3 separate regions of the Mus musculus genome follow, and regions 2 and 3 are each linked to region 1. Evidence: chromatin contacts called from public Hi-C data. All regions are on one chromosome and are shown on one strand. Each heading gives the region's core, a stretch centred on a gene start, on an enhancer-like site or on the middle of the called end of the contact. The rest is flanking DNA. Distances are from core to core; before and after follow the strand shown.

Region 1 (4,805 bases), core at 1,423-3,922:
CAGATGTGACAGTTTATTTTGGAAATGAAAATGTGACTGTCTGAGACTAGAAGTGGATACAGCCACCAGCTTCTACAGGTCAAAGGGTTCCATGGTCAGGGAGTCCCGTGTAGGTCCCTAAATACAATCAAGGAGGAAGAGGGGCACTGTGGCAGATGCTGGGTATGCTGCTTCTCCAGTCGGGACTCCTAGCCTGGTGGGCTTGTCACACTACGCACATTTTCATGAGCACTAACTACTTCCTTGTGGTTGAGCTGCCCTCTGGCAGGTCCCTGGGCACGGCTTGAAGGGTATAGGTCAGGGCCACTGTCCCTCCTCCATGCTGTCACATACACTGCGCTAGCCACCCCAACACTATCTACAACACAACAATTGTCTCTCTTTTCTCACAAGCTGGAAGCTATCTCTCAGAACTTTCAAGATCTGAGAAGCTCTCACAAGCCTCTCCTCTCCCTATCCACAGCAAGCCAAAGGGACAGAAAAGGGTCAAGGCCAAAGCATTAGCCTGCTATCAGCCAAAAAGGACCTGCTACCCCAGGTCATTCTGACCCCCAGCTGACAAGTGAAGATCCCTCGGGATGTGCTGACCCTAGGGCAGGCATGTGGGAAAAAAAATAACTGTTTCTGACAACTTTTTAGAAACCCACATAAAACTCTTCCTTTCTAAAACCTGTGACTTCTAGCAGACACAGCGACAAACTGTCCCGTAGGAAGTCAGCCTAGGGCAGCAATGGATATATTTTAAAAGAGTCACTCTCCTAGAAACACTATGGGTCCCTCTAGGAAGCATGCTTGTGGAAGACAAGCCCCTTGTTTGCCTCATCCAGCACTGGTGGCAGTAGAGGCAAGACAGAAAAGCCCACTGGGCAGCTACCTGGATGGGGGAAGGGGACACTTTAGATTCTATTCAGACCCTGTCAGGCTGTGGGGTGAGGGGAAAAGTGCCTGTGTGGGATCCGTCACTCCTGACAGCCTGCAAAGCACCACAGTAATCTCAGAATACTGCCAAACAAGGGCCAGAAGCAACTTCCAGAAAAGCCACCATGACAGTGTACACATAAGGAGCTCTGGACTCTAGCTGCATATGTATCAAAAGATGGCCTAGTCGGCCATCACTGGAAAGAGAGGCCCATTGGACACACAAACTTTATATGCCCCGGTAACAGGGGAACGCCAGGGCCAAAAAAATGGGACTGGGTGGGTAGGGAAGTGGGGGGGGGGGGAGGGTATGGGGGACTTTTGGGATAGCATTGGAAATGTAATTGAGGAAAATGTGTAATAATAATTTAAAAAAAGGATAGTAACCCTAAAACTCCAGAGTTCCTATTATCTAACAGAGTACCTGGACAGAAACTGCTTGAGTAGCACCCAGTGTGGCACTTGGGGGTCCTAAGTAGTGAAGGAAGCAGCTGGCAGGTTAGCCTGGGTGGGATGTCTGTCCTATGTAGGGAGGGCACAGCCACAGGGGATATGGTAACTAACATTCAGGACCCAAGCCACTGCCTCTCGGGTACCTGTCTCTGATGACAAAGGGGTTCCTTGATGAAAAAGTGACCATTTCACAGAATGGTGAGTTCTTGGAAGGAGCATCCACAATCCTGGTGATAGCCACTTCAGAAAAGTATCCAAGTTGCTGAAATCTATACAATTGGAGGAGTGACAGAGGAGCTACGAAGAACCAGTCTGAAGTTCCCAACAGAGCAGAGAAAGCACAAGTAATAGGACTGGGAAACCCCTATCATCAGCTCCAGTCCTGCCCTGGTATCAAGGGAAGCCTCTGGACTCCAAAAGCTCCTGATTTAGACCTGGACTCTAACTGCCTAAATGAAGCTGCAGAGGTGAAACAAGAGTCTCTTGGCCTCTCCAATAAGGCCTCAGCAACCATATATGCTCCCATAGGCCCTTCATTTTCTGGGCTCCCATGCACCTCATTCCTAGATTCCAGAGAGATGTAGCCCAATCCTTCCCATGCTCTCCTGCTCAACCAGAGCTTCAACAATACAAGAGGCAGCAGCAAAGAGGAATAACCCAGGCGCTGGGGTGCATGTTCACATGACCGAGAACATCTATTAGTATGCTAAATGTTATGGATGGGCTAGCACTGACCACAGTATTGGACCAGCTAGTCCAGGAAGGCTGTAGCAGTGAAACAAGAAAAATGCTGTTTCTCTCCCATCCCCTACATAATGTCCCCACAGCAAGAACATTGTCATCCTGCTTGACACTTCTGGTCCTATTACCCAAGTTGTGCTCAGCTGGCAACCAGCTCAACCTACCACAGAGCAGTAGTACCGAAGGCCACAGGTAGGGCATAGGACACTGTCCTAGGCCTTCTGAGCACAATGGGGACACAGCAGTGCTCTAAGGCAGGAGGCCTGGAGCAACTTCTAGGGCCACCTCTCCTCCATGTGACACTTGTTTCATTCACCGCTAGGGATTCACCTCTAAAACCTGGGGAAGCCAGTTGGTCTCTGCTCCCATCTACCATGTCCACGTGCCTAGAATCATGCTTCATAAACTCCAATCTATAACCATGAAAACCTCACCTGAACTGCACGTCACATCCTACACAGGCCTACAAGTAAGTCGGAAACGCACAGTCCCAACCAAGGGACAAACCCATCCAGTGAAGACCTTCACAACACTACAGGGCACAGTGAACTCAGTAAAAACTAAAATAAAAACTAAAAAAATCTGTAACTGTTCCGAGAAAAGCCCTGCACAGCTACAGAGTTGAACACACAAGAAACTAGCCACAGACCGGAAATGCCAAACCACAGCTTGTAACCCTTCATCGTGATGAATGCTGGCAGGCTTAGGAGGTGTGAGCACTGGAGGCCAGGGCAGGCCCCAGCGCCTCTGGAAGAGCCTGTAGACTGAATTACCAGGAGTTCGTACTACAACTGCTTCCCTGCAACTGGCAGAGAACAAACAGGGAAGAGGCCCAGGGCGGTGCTGTGCCTGGGGCCAAGGAGCAGCACTATCTCTGGTTCTTTTCCCACTGTGCCCACTTTTGGATTTCATACAGTCATTCGATTCACCATATTCCTGACACATGCCCTTCAAATGTCATATCTAAGAATGGAAGCATTTTCCTGAAAAGACAAATGTCACCTAGCATTTTAAACACACTTTACATCAAACTACAAGCTACAGTTGAATTCCATGCATAACTAACTTTCTTTAACTCTGGTCTAAATTCAGTTGAAGGAAGCTTACTAAAAGAATCAGGAATGATTTTGAAGGCGAGTGATGTTCAGTTGTGACTTTTATTGCTCAGCTCTTCCTTGGAATCTAACAAGAGTGAGTGCAGAGACGGAGAAAGCCTAAGGATGAACACTCGGAAAAGCAGTGTCCACGCTGTGCCTCCAATGGAGCCAGCCAACCAAGAACTAGGGTGATTAGGAAGGACAGGCTTTCTCAAGGGTACCTTGTGACTGAAAAGGGTAATGGATAGGCAGCCCAAGTGAAGGGTAAGGAGAGTCATCAAGAGAGGACACATCCCCCTTGCCCCATCCAGTTCTGAACTACCAAATGAGGGAACCAGAACCTCCTCTTTGTTCACTGTCCCCAGCCATCCCACAGTCACTCTAGGTTTGTGTTGACAAGCCCCTGCCCTCAGAAGGACCAAGAGGTAAGCAGAGGGAGATGGTCAGAAAGTGAACATGGAAGTGGCTTACCTTGCCTGTCAAAAAAGAGGGTCTGATACTCCTCCATATCAGAATGACCTTTTCAGCCTTTTAATCCATGCTTAACCAAGAGCAGTAAGACCAAGGAAGAAAAGGGGGAAGATTCTAGGAAGAAGGGGGGGCCTTTTATATGGGCTACCCTGGGGCTCTTGGGCCTGGCTGGGTAGGAACAATTGCATAGGAGAGCCCCCAGCAAGCCCCTGCCTCAGAGATCTAAAGATGCCTCATGTCCAGATCCCCATTAACAGAGTATAGAATAGAATTGTGTTAGCTTTCCTTTTAGTTCACGCATACACGTACATACGTACATACGTACAGACATGTGTGTGTGTGTGTGTGTGTGTGTGTTTTCACATTTAAGGACAGCATACATGTGAAAGTCAGAAAACAACTTGGTGGAATAGGTTTTCTATTTGCACCACATGAATTCTGGAACCAAACCCAGGTCATCGATCTCGCTAGCAATGTCCCTTACCAACCAAGCCATCTCATAATCAGAAATAAAGGACAATTATTTTCACACTTGAGCTTAAAATAGGCTTATTCCAGGTGAACACTTGGGAGAAAACACTGCTAGAAAACACTCTCCATGGACCCATCAAATTACTGAGAGATGAAGCCTTACAGACCTACATGCAGCTTCTATCTGTGTGCAGGGTTACTGAACAAAAGGTACCATCTGCAGATGTGGAAAGGGCCAGGTCCCATTTCCTGGCACTGACAAGGTACCACTTCAAAGCATTCCAGCTCAGCACTGATTTCTGTGAACTCTGACCTGCAGTGCCTCAGTTTCCCCAAATGAAGGAGAGAAAGATATCCTTCAGCCTCAGCGGAGCTGTCCTCACATGAGCAGGCTACTGTCATAGCTCCCTATGGGTTTAAGGCACAGGATGAAACAGCCCTTCTAACTTCCACACTACTTCTTCAAAGGTAGTCAATGAAGGGAAGTACGAGCTCGCCATAAGCCGAGTGTGATGACTAGCCCAGTGAGGATGGTAGTCAAGCCCAGTTCAGGTTCTTGATTTCGGAGTTCATTAATTCATCATTCATGGTCATGCCCCAAAGCTTCGTAGACACCCAGCTCTGGATTCTCCAATGGGTGTGGTAGCTGCACCT
Region 2 (4,805 bases), core at 1,660-4,159, 370 kb after region 1:
TAACTAGAGGGTTTTGTTTGTTTGTTTTAATACCTTCAGATAACCAGAGAAAGGCTGACGTGAAAGGGAACAGAAAATAAATCCTGGGCAAATATTAGCTGAAGACAGTCTAAGGTGCTGGAGCAACATTCCTGAGAAGAAACTTGAAGGCAAGCTCTGTTGATATGGGTACAGGCAGTAATGTCAAAGGCACAAGATGGAAAGTACTATCCACCTCGCCAACCACACACCCACTATCAGTGAGGCCAACGCTGACAGAGGGAGGCAGGTCCACAATGCTGTAGACCATCCTTCTGCAGCTGGCAGAGGGAGGTAGGGAGTGTGGGACCTGGCGGCCATAGGGAGCAGCTGTATCCACTCAGGTAAGATGTCAGTCCAGACACAGACCATGGTCAGGAGATAGCTCCCAAATGTATATGGTGAATACAATTATTTTCAAAAAGGCTCAAAGAACTTGTTTAAAAGAAAATGTTGAGTCCTTCAAGTAAGGGAGGGAGGAGGGGGAACAGCCACATTGAACCCCTTAATCAAAGCTCAGTGGTCTGTAGCCTCTGCTGCTGCTGACAGGAGTGCAGGCAGCTGTCTCCGGATGCAGACCCATGTGTTCCACACTTTCCAAGAACCAACATGCTACAGCAGATGACGGACAGAGGACACTCTTCCTATTCCATGATGCTACTTGGTGCAGGCTACTGGTCTTGTTAGGTCCCTGACCCTGCCTACACAGCTAGAAATAGCAATGGAGGAACAAAAGACTTGTGAAGAAGATGTATAAACTAGAGAAAGTCACGAGGAGGGAGAGATGCTATTTCCATGTGTGCATCAGTCCGGCACCGTTGCTGCAATGTACAAATGTAAGGCCTCACAAACATACAAATGTAAGGCCTCACAAACATACAAATGTAAGGCCTCACAAATGGAAACCTCAGAGATACACTGTGAGGAGTAAGGTGACACTGGATGTAGCTGTGAAGAACTAGAGCCATCAGCTAGTGAATGGAGGATATGTGTCCAACAAGACAATGTACCTAGAAAGGACACTGGATCCGGTGCTTTATCACTAGAAATGAGGGGGACAGCAGCTGATCCACTCTTCACGGAGGTGGCTTAGTGGTCACATGTATCCCTGACTTTGCTCCCATAGTAGGGCTCACCTCTCTGAAGCTGTTGTAGATCCGGCTACCCTGATGAGCTCCAATAGTGATTTCTGGGAGGTAGACCGGAATGGTCGTGTAATTCAGCACTTCTGTCTTATCCTGAACCCTGAAAAGTAAGACAAACATGGATTACAACAAGCCATCAAAATAAGTACCATTAGACAAATATTCTTAACTCTTCATGTATCTACAGGGACTGGGGAGATGGCTCAGCAATTAGAAGCACTGGATGCTAAGAGAATCTGGCTTCAACTCCCAGCAACTGCACAGCAGCTCACCACTGTCTATAACTCCAGTTCCAGGGGATCTGTCACCCTCGCAAGACATATATGCAGGCAAAACACCAATGCACATAAAAATAAATAAATCTTTAAAAAAAACCCAAAACAAACAAAAAACCCCAAAACAACAACAACACCACTACTACTAACTAAGTGCTGTTCACAAGCAGGCATGTTCAAGGCACCACTTCTCTTAAAGATCTCTGGGGTCATGTAGCCACTCTGCTAAACAGCTCCAGAACTGAGGGAGTTCTGAGAAGCCCTGATACCTTCAGATAGTGGGCTCTCGATGAAGGGTTTGGGAAATGGAAAAATGGAGCCAATGTGTACTTCACACACAATAGCAGGAGTAATCTACCAGCAGATGGTAGTCCCCACGTTATGCACACTATGCCCTCATTAGAAAGCCAAGTGACAGTACCACATGGAACTTGCTAGGTAGCACACTGGGCCATATTTATCAAGGGTAGATTCATTTCTGGTACTACTAATACCAACTGTAGGCTTCTCCCTTGCTTTACCATTTCATTCTGCTGATTCAAGAACGTTTATACAACTGTTACATCCCATTCTCTTCAAAGATGGGTTCAACATAAGCACTATGCTTGAAGAGACAAACCTTTTTTTTCCCCATTTTTTTCTTTTTTTAAAAATTAAATCTGGGCATAGTCATGCGCTAGACACCCTAGTACTTGGGAAGCTAAGGCAAAGGAACTGCCACAAGTTTGAGTCCAGCCTGGGCTACCTGGGGAGACAAATGTCTGAGGGGAAAAGGCACTAAAGCCTTTCTTAATCTTACAGGCTCAAGAAACAAAGTAATTATTTTCAACAAATTCTTAGCTATACCTAAGTTGTAAAGGCAAGAGAGGATGTTTCTTGTCTGCAATTTCCAAGTGTAGATTCTATAACTGTATCTGGTTCCTGGTGGCTAGATGGCTCACTATATAAACCCGTAGGCGACAGCCAGGTCCCCACAGAACTAGAACCTAAGAGGAATGCATGGTGCATGGGTCCGTGGGTCACGCTTGCTTCCACAAGAAATCACAGAGAAATGATGACTGTGGTAAGGCTGAACTTAGTTGGTGGCAGGAATGTCCTAGTGCAAATGCGCCACTCCCACAATGATCGAGCGATTCAAATCCCCCAAGCACAGTTGTTCGGGTAGCCCTGCCTGCCCGTCCTCCTGCGTGGTTTGCACTGGTTTAGGTGAGTGCCCATACTAGATAGACACTGTCAAAGATTAAGATTGCTTTTCTTAGCTTTCATATCCTATCCAGTTGGTTTTTTTCTGCCAAAAGAAATGAAAACATTTAAAAACAGTTCAAGCATACAAACAGTAGAGTCTGTAGAGGACACATTAGCCCTGCTCTGTAAGCTTGCTCTGATTAGCTGTTACATGAAATTCCACAGAGCCAAGGCCTGGCCTCAGCACTACTTTTGAGCACTCCCTCTCTACAGCAACAAGTTGACAACCTTCTCGTGCTCTTCATGACTTGCTAGCAGCATACACACACAGCTCTCTACTGTAACACAGGATTATTCTGTACCTGCTACTGTTAATTCTGTTGAAGTGGTAACAAAATATTTCAACTAAAAATGAAGTACACCTTAAATGTTAACAAATATCAAAGGAGGGTGTCCTGGAAGTATGTGAACTATAGAACAACAGCGCCATCTATGTATGATTTGCCAGAATTACAATTTACACATGCCCCAGAAAAAGAACAAGAAGGCTTTAAAAGTACTCTGTTGTGTACCTTACTTAAACCTGGAGAAACAACTCTTAGCAGAGCTCACAGGATGAAGAGAGACACAGCACATCTCCGGTAAATACTTGTCAGATAGGCTAGAGATAACATCCTTGATCAGAGATAATGAAGAACTAAAGGCACTGGGAAGCCTCTATGATTCAGAACACAAAGCTGATAAGGAGCTATGCTTACGCAATAAACACATTTCAACGCTACAGATGGAGAAACCCATCTGAGAACAATGTTCCTGCCACACCAGTGTCCAACTATGATGTGACGAAGTGTCACAGGCTGATTAGTGCCATGGGCAGACGGCTTTAACCAGAGGCACTGAGGCACGACAACAGAAAAGTACAGAACAGCAATTAAGGTTCTATGGCTGAATATTTCTCCCATAGGAGAGAGGCCACTTTTCTCCCACTTTCCACAGGCTGTTTTTACTTCCTCCTGAACTGTAGTTCTGCCTGAAACCCTGTGGAGAACTTGCATCCATCACCACAGTACTAGATCTCTGTCTGGAAACTTCCAGCAGCTGCAATGAGCCTCATGGGCAGTAGGTGGGGCTGGGAGGGTGGGTATGGGGGTGGGGGTGGGGGGTGCACTGAAATGTAGCTGAAATTAAACAGAAATGTTCTAAAACGATAATTTGGTCAAGTCTGGACCAAATAAGTCTAACTGGCAAGTGGCATGTTTACAGCAATTGTCTCAGAAACAGATCATAATTTTCACTCAAGAAATTAAGATCAGCACAATTACCATTGAAAACTTATGAAACTGAGGAGAGGGCACAACACAGGGAAAGGACAAAGCCACAGTAAATGAAATACAAGCAATTAATTGGATGTTGTAACTCACAAACTCTGGGAAAATTACAGGTCACAGCTCTATACCCTGATAACCATATAACTAAGTAATACCAAAATTATGAATTTTAAGCACGGGTCAGATCAACATGTGTTTCAGATCAAATTTAGAAAATGATATGGTATTATCTGTGGGAGGTCAAAAGCCAGAAATACTCCCTAGTCGCAGTGAGTCTGTTTGGATCTTAGTCCTCGTGCCCTAATGCTAGCTCATACACTCTGCCCAGTTAACTGATTCTAAAAAGCAAGGATCACAAGACATTTGTGTAACAGACTCAGGGCATTAAGAGGAGGTGTCATGGTGATAACAAGACAGTAATAACCTTGCAGGCTGTGAAGAATATAAAGTTCAACACTGGGATTCAGGTCACCAGGTGCTAGAGCAGGACAGAGGTTGCAGTTTCTGAGCTAATCCAGGAACAGAAATGTTAGTGCTTGAGAGCACTCTTCATAAAGAGGAAACAGGAACTCTCTTAACCTAAAAACAAGTAAACAAAACAGACGAACCTCTGGAGGTGTATTGGAAAACAGTGAGGGCAGTTAGGAACTGACCAGAAGCAGAGATCCAAAATGAAGGCACCAAACCACTCCAGCAGAGAACAACAGGATCAGAAGAGAAACCACAACAGAGTAGTACATCAGCCTTCAGAGTAGTCTTTGGGGAGAAGTGAGGGTTAGCATAAATGGAGGGGCCCAACAGCCTCAGACTCTATCCCAAGCACATGACAGAGCAGGGCAAGACAGGCACAGACA
Region 3 (4,805 bases), core at 681-3,180, 270 kb after region 1:
CCACTGGCCATTATAACTACATAGGGGTAGGAAACAGACTCTGTCAACGACGTGAAGAATACAGGAAGCCAGCAGAGGGACCGGTTCTTAGCATTGCAGTCCACCTTAGCACTGCCCTGAACTTTCCAATGTCACCCCATCCTGCCCGTTCCCTGACAGTGCCAAGTGTACCCCTCTAGCAACTCCCTTCACTCAGTGGAACCTCAAGTCTGTCCTCAGGGTCCCCTACTGACTACCCTAGCCTGCCTGCGGCTCACTGTCACTGATCCCTGAGCCAGCATGGGTTCCACTCAAAGCTCACCAGCCATGTGACCATCTTTCCCACTGCTTACTCTTTCTTCCCTAGACACAGTTGTCTTTCTTCCCACCCAGCTGAGCTCATCTCCTGTCCAACAGCTCTTCTGTCTCTGGTGTCACCTTTGAGACATCAGGTTCAACTTCGAATGTCTTATGGAGGTGAATCTCAAGGGGTTGTCTAGGGGCTTCTGTATGCTCTCACCAGGGAGACATCAGGGGAAGAGGCTGGGAGGCTCAAGCCAGTTGATTGATCTCCATCCTGTCTGACTCTGTGGTCCCTCACGTCATCTGTGGATGTGAAGGAAGGATACAACACCGCTGTATGGAGACCAGGACTGTGGGGACAGAGGAGAAGGTATAGCTGCCCACAGTCCTCCAGAGGTCATCTTACTTACCTTTTGACCTGCCTCCAGAGCTGCCCACAGCAGATCCCAAGCAGGCAGAGTGGAAATCAGGAGTATTTTGCTGCCTGACCTGACCCTGACCTAGGATCAGGGATGGATAAGGACCCAATGGGACAATGTTCAGGGATGGGCGGAAAGAGGGTGTTTTGAACACTGTAATAGATCAATGGCTCTTGACCTTCCTACTGCTGTAACCCATTAATAAATACAGTTCCTAATGTTGTGGTGAACCCAATCATAAGATTATTTTCGTTGCTACTTCATGACTGTAATTTGGCTATGATTATGAATCATAATGTAAAAATCTGTGTTTTCCGGTGGTCTTGGGTGACGACCCCTGTGAGAGGGTTGCTCGACCTGCAAAGGAGTCTTGACCCACCGGTTGGGAACTGCTGCTGTAGCTGATCTACTCTGCTCATCTCCTGGGCCTATCCTTGCTGATTTCCTGTCTCTTGTGATAGACTTGACCCTGACAGGAAGCCAATGGCCAGTTCACCCTCCCAGCCTCTGAACTCACAGGGAGGTCTTAGTGAGAAGAGTTGCAGTGTCGGATGTTCATTGTATATTTTCTTTGGAGACCCCCGGCAGAGCCTTAGAAGTATTTCTTAGAGGGTAGGCTCTTGTTAATAGAACCGCTTCATCATATTGTTCTTTTCTAGAATGCCTCTATTGAGGTAGAACTCTTTGCGACTCGCTTTCCTCCATTTAAAGAACACGATTTTCTGCTTTAGTGTATGTGTGGAGTTACCCAGCTGCTCCCCAGCCATTAGGTCTGAAACTCATTACCTTAGATTCAAAAGAAACTAGAAAACAGAAATGGGTAAAGAAATATGGATTTATTTATTTACCATTTGGCCAAGCCGGGGAAGGAAGGAAACCAGTTCTTTTCTCTCCCCTGTGCTTGTGACAACCATAAATACATAGGGAAAAAAAACTACAAAAGGAAGGTCAAAAGATGCAGATTTGGCATCCCAGGGGATCCTCCTGGGAGGAGACAGCTGGGTCTCAGTTTTCTCTACTCTCAGCACAGAGGGCAAAATGTTTCCCCTCCTCTCTAATAGACTTACAGTGCATAGTGAGGTACACGTGTGGCGTCAGAGAGACGACTCCTGAGGGTCACTTCTCTCCTTGCACCACGTGGGCCCTAGAAACCTGACTCGGGCTGCCACACTTGGCAGGCTGTACCTTCACCTGCTGAGTCATGTCTCTGGCCTTACTCTTCCTGGAATTAGATGATCTCTTCCTCCCCTCCCGCCTCCAGCCCATTCTATCTCAGCATGGGATCTCAGCTGCACCTCCTGCAGAACCAATTTTAGGACTCTTTTAAACCCTGAAAAGAAACTCTGCGTCCACGAGCAGCGAGTGACTCAGTTTCGCCCCTACTTCCCTGACCCACTTTAAGCAGCCGCAGCCACTTGCTGTCTCTGAAGTGTGTGGTCACCTGTGACTGGACCTTCCACGTGGCACGCTGTTTTCAAGGTTCAAGCATTACTGTGATTTGGATGAGGGACTTACAAAACACCACGCGCTGAAGACTTGCTTCCCAGGATGTTGACAGGTGCTGTGGAAACTCTGGGGGCGCATTGCAGAGGTCCTTAGGCCTTTAAGCTGACCCACCGGAAAGACTGTTGGCCCCTCTGTGGTATTTTAAATAAAAATGGTCACCATAGGTCCACAGGGAGTGGCACTATTAGGAGGTGTGGCCTTGTTGGAGTGGGTGTGGCCTTGTTGGAGTGGGTGTGGCTTTGTTGGAGTGGGTGTGGCTTTGTTGGAGGAAGTGTGTCACTAGGGGTTGTGGGCTTTGAGATCTCAGAAGCTCAAGCTAGTTCTCTTCCTGCTGTCTCCTAATTTGAACTCTCAGCTCCTTCTCCAGCACCACATCTGCCTGCACGCTTTGATGCTTCCTGTCAGGAAGATAATGAACCAACCTTCTGAAACTTTAGGCCAGCCTTTATTAGATGTTTTTCTTTATAACAGTTGCTGTGCTGTGGTCATGGTGTCTCTTTACAGCAATAGAAACCTTAAGACACCAACCGTTTGTGCCACCAACACCAGGGGCCCAAAGGATGGAGTGCCTCAGTCCTGGAACCTTCAGAACCTTGATTCAAAATAAACCTTTCCTTTTGCAAGTCAGTTGCCTCAAGTATTTTATCATAGTGATGGAAAGCTGACTAAGGCAAGAACTCACTGATCCTTTACTTCTTTTTCTATTCACACTGCATTTTCTTTAACCATGCATGAGTTGATTGGGTGTGTGGGTGGTTTTCTCATTCTGGCTGTGGTCAATGACATTGCTATGAACTTTTGTGTGCCAACACGTCCTCCTAAATGATGTATTTAGTTACTTTATATTTTATGTGCATGTTTGAGTGCCTGCATGTATGTACATGCACATTGTGGATGCCTGGTGTCCACAGAGGCCAGAGCAGCACATCAGTTCCCTGCACTTGGAGTTAGAGGTGTCTGTAAGCTGTCACATAGGTACTTGGAACCAAACCTGTGCCTTCTGCAAGAGCAGCAAGTGCTCCTAACCACTGAACCATCTCTCCAGTTTGACATGTCGTCATTTCTCTCTTGTGCATCTAGGAGTACAGTTATTATGCCATGCACTGCATGATTACCATTCTGAGAAGGTCGAGGTTGCTTGCCAGCCTACCCATACCACTTTGCAGATCTAACAGCCATGTGTAGGGGTTCAGCATCCTTCAGCATCCTGCCAATACTTTCTCCTTCATGTTCCTTATAGCTATTCTTCCACATAGACATGGTGCCTTGCTGTGGTTTGACTTGACTTTCTCTCATGGCTCACTTTGCCGACCACCATTTTGGTATTTATATATCTATATTCTGTGAAGAAATGTACATTATAGCCACAACAGACTTTCTAGTTATTGTCTTTTTATTACTAAGCAGTGCGAATATCTTATTCTCTATTTTAAATGTAAATCCTTTTTCTCCTCGTCTGTGGGTTGCCTTTTATTTTCTCAACAGCTTTCTAGCCAGACTAGATGACACATGCTGTCCTCTCAGCCACCTGGGAAGTTGAGGTAGGAGAAATTTCAAGTTCAAGGCCAGGATAGACTACAAGGGGATGTCAAAGCCAACCTTAGCCCTCTCATGAGATCCCATCTCAAGGTAAAAACTAAAGAGGGGAGGGGCAGGTGGGGGTGGCTCAGTGCTCCAGGACTTCCATAGCTTGCATGGGGCCCTGTGTTCAAACATCACTTCTCAAGAAATGTCTAGTTTAAATCTCAAAAAATGTCTAGCTTAAATCCAACTTTCATTTGTTATATGTGATCTTGGTGCCCTGGGGAACCACAGTCTAGTCCAAAGTCATGGAATTTTGTGCTTATTTTTATTTCTGAAAGTCTTGGTATCTACATTTTAACTTTTGGGTTATTTTAACTGGGGGTCTGGTTTCTTTCTAATGTGACTGTCCAGTTGTCTTCAAACACGTTTTAAAAACTGGCCTGTTCTGTATTGAACTACTGCAGGATTCTGTGGGAATCAGTTGATGACTTCTGAACGTCCCATTCCTGGTTAGCTAGGTGAGCACATGACCAGTTGAGTTGACATCAGGGAGGACATGCAGGAGCCGGAGGTCGTAGTCCTTGGGCAGAGCTCTCCTTTAAAGGTGCTTCATCTCTGCCTTCATGCCTTTCCAATAGGCTGGCCAAAATGGTGAAGGGCTATCTCCCTACCCTAAGTCATCAAATCGTGAACCATAACCAGCAGCAGCAAACTCTTCGCAGAAACATCCGACCCAGTGAATGGAAGAACAAGGATTATAATCTAGCCAAACAGCTGCTCTTCCAGCAAGTTTTCTGGTCTATAACCTTGGGATGTCCTTCCACTCATGAAAGTCCTCGTCAGTATCTTTCAACCGGGCTTTGTATTATTCTGAATGTAGTTTTATACTTAGTAAAATTTAAGTCTTGTGCTTTTTTGATAGAGTCCTAAGAGTGCATTCTTTGGGTTGTATTGTAAACGGGGATGCGGGGTAAGTGCGACCTCAGTTGGTTCTTCGTGTAGAAGAAGTGTAGAAATAGAATTGAGGGTTTTTTTTTTTTCAGCTTGCTCTGGTATCAATTCTGTTAGCTCATT

What was found. A called contact is a pair of places that touch in the nucleus more often than the background predicts.
Region 2: a contact with region 1 is called in a Hi-C map of Th2 cells, with 2.9 times the contacts expected there. The contact joins two enhancer-like sites. A contact is called at or near these places in 9 of 484 Hi-C or Micro-C datasets (the C10 cell line, CD4 T cells, the G1E-ER4 cell line and 6 more), 2 of 115 datasets of contacts at active chromatin or transcription factors (T-cell acute lymphoblastic leukemia and memory CD8 T cells) and 1 of 9 other capture datasets (adipose tissue).
Region 3: a Hi-C map of muscle stem cells shows a contact between it and region 1, with 1.9 times the contacts expected there. The contact joins two enhancer-like sites. A contact is called at or near these places in 9 of 484 Hi-C or Micro-C datasets (CD8 T cells, the HL-1 cell line, Th1 cells and 6 more), 2 of 115 datasets of contacts at active chromatin or transcription factors (embryonic stem cells and heart atrium) and 1 of 9 other capture datasets (embryonic stem cells).

What each region holds. Positions count from the first base shown.
Region 1 is chr1:92,077,584-92,082,388 of GRCm38.p6, forward strand. The region is part of intron 2 of Hdac4 (histone deacetylase 4); the gene reads right to left. Among named protein-coding and RNA genes, the nearest start is that of Hdac4, 100 kb to the right of the region's middle. Within about 2 kb of position 2,673, at least 97 of the 459 cell types and tissues checked have an H3K27ac peak or open chromatin away from gene starts, as enhancers often do. A contact at or near this core is called in Th2 cells and muscle stem cells, where this site is marked.
Region 2 is chr1:92,450,857-92,455,661 of GRCm38.p6, forward strand. Ndufa10 (NADH:ubiquinone oxidoreductase subunit A10) reads right to left here. Exons shown (of 10, transcript NM_024197.1): 9 at 1,155-1,263. Among named protein-coding and RNA genes, the nearest start is that of Mir6900, 11 kb to the right of the region's middle. Within about 2 kb of position 2,910, at least 14 of the 459 cell types and tissues checked have an H3K27ac peak or open chromatin away from gene starts, as enhancers often do. A contact at or near this core is called in Th2 cells, where this site is marked.
Region 3 is chr1:92,346,646-92,351,450 of GRCm38.p6, forward strand. No RefSeq gene overlaps it. Among named protein-coding and RNA genes, the nearest start is that of Gm35992, 31 kb to the right of the region's middle. Within about 2 kb of position 1,931, at least 34 of the 459 cell types and tissues checked have an H3K27ac peak or open chromatin away from gene starts, as enhancers often do. A contact at or near this core is called in muscle stem cells, where this site is marked.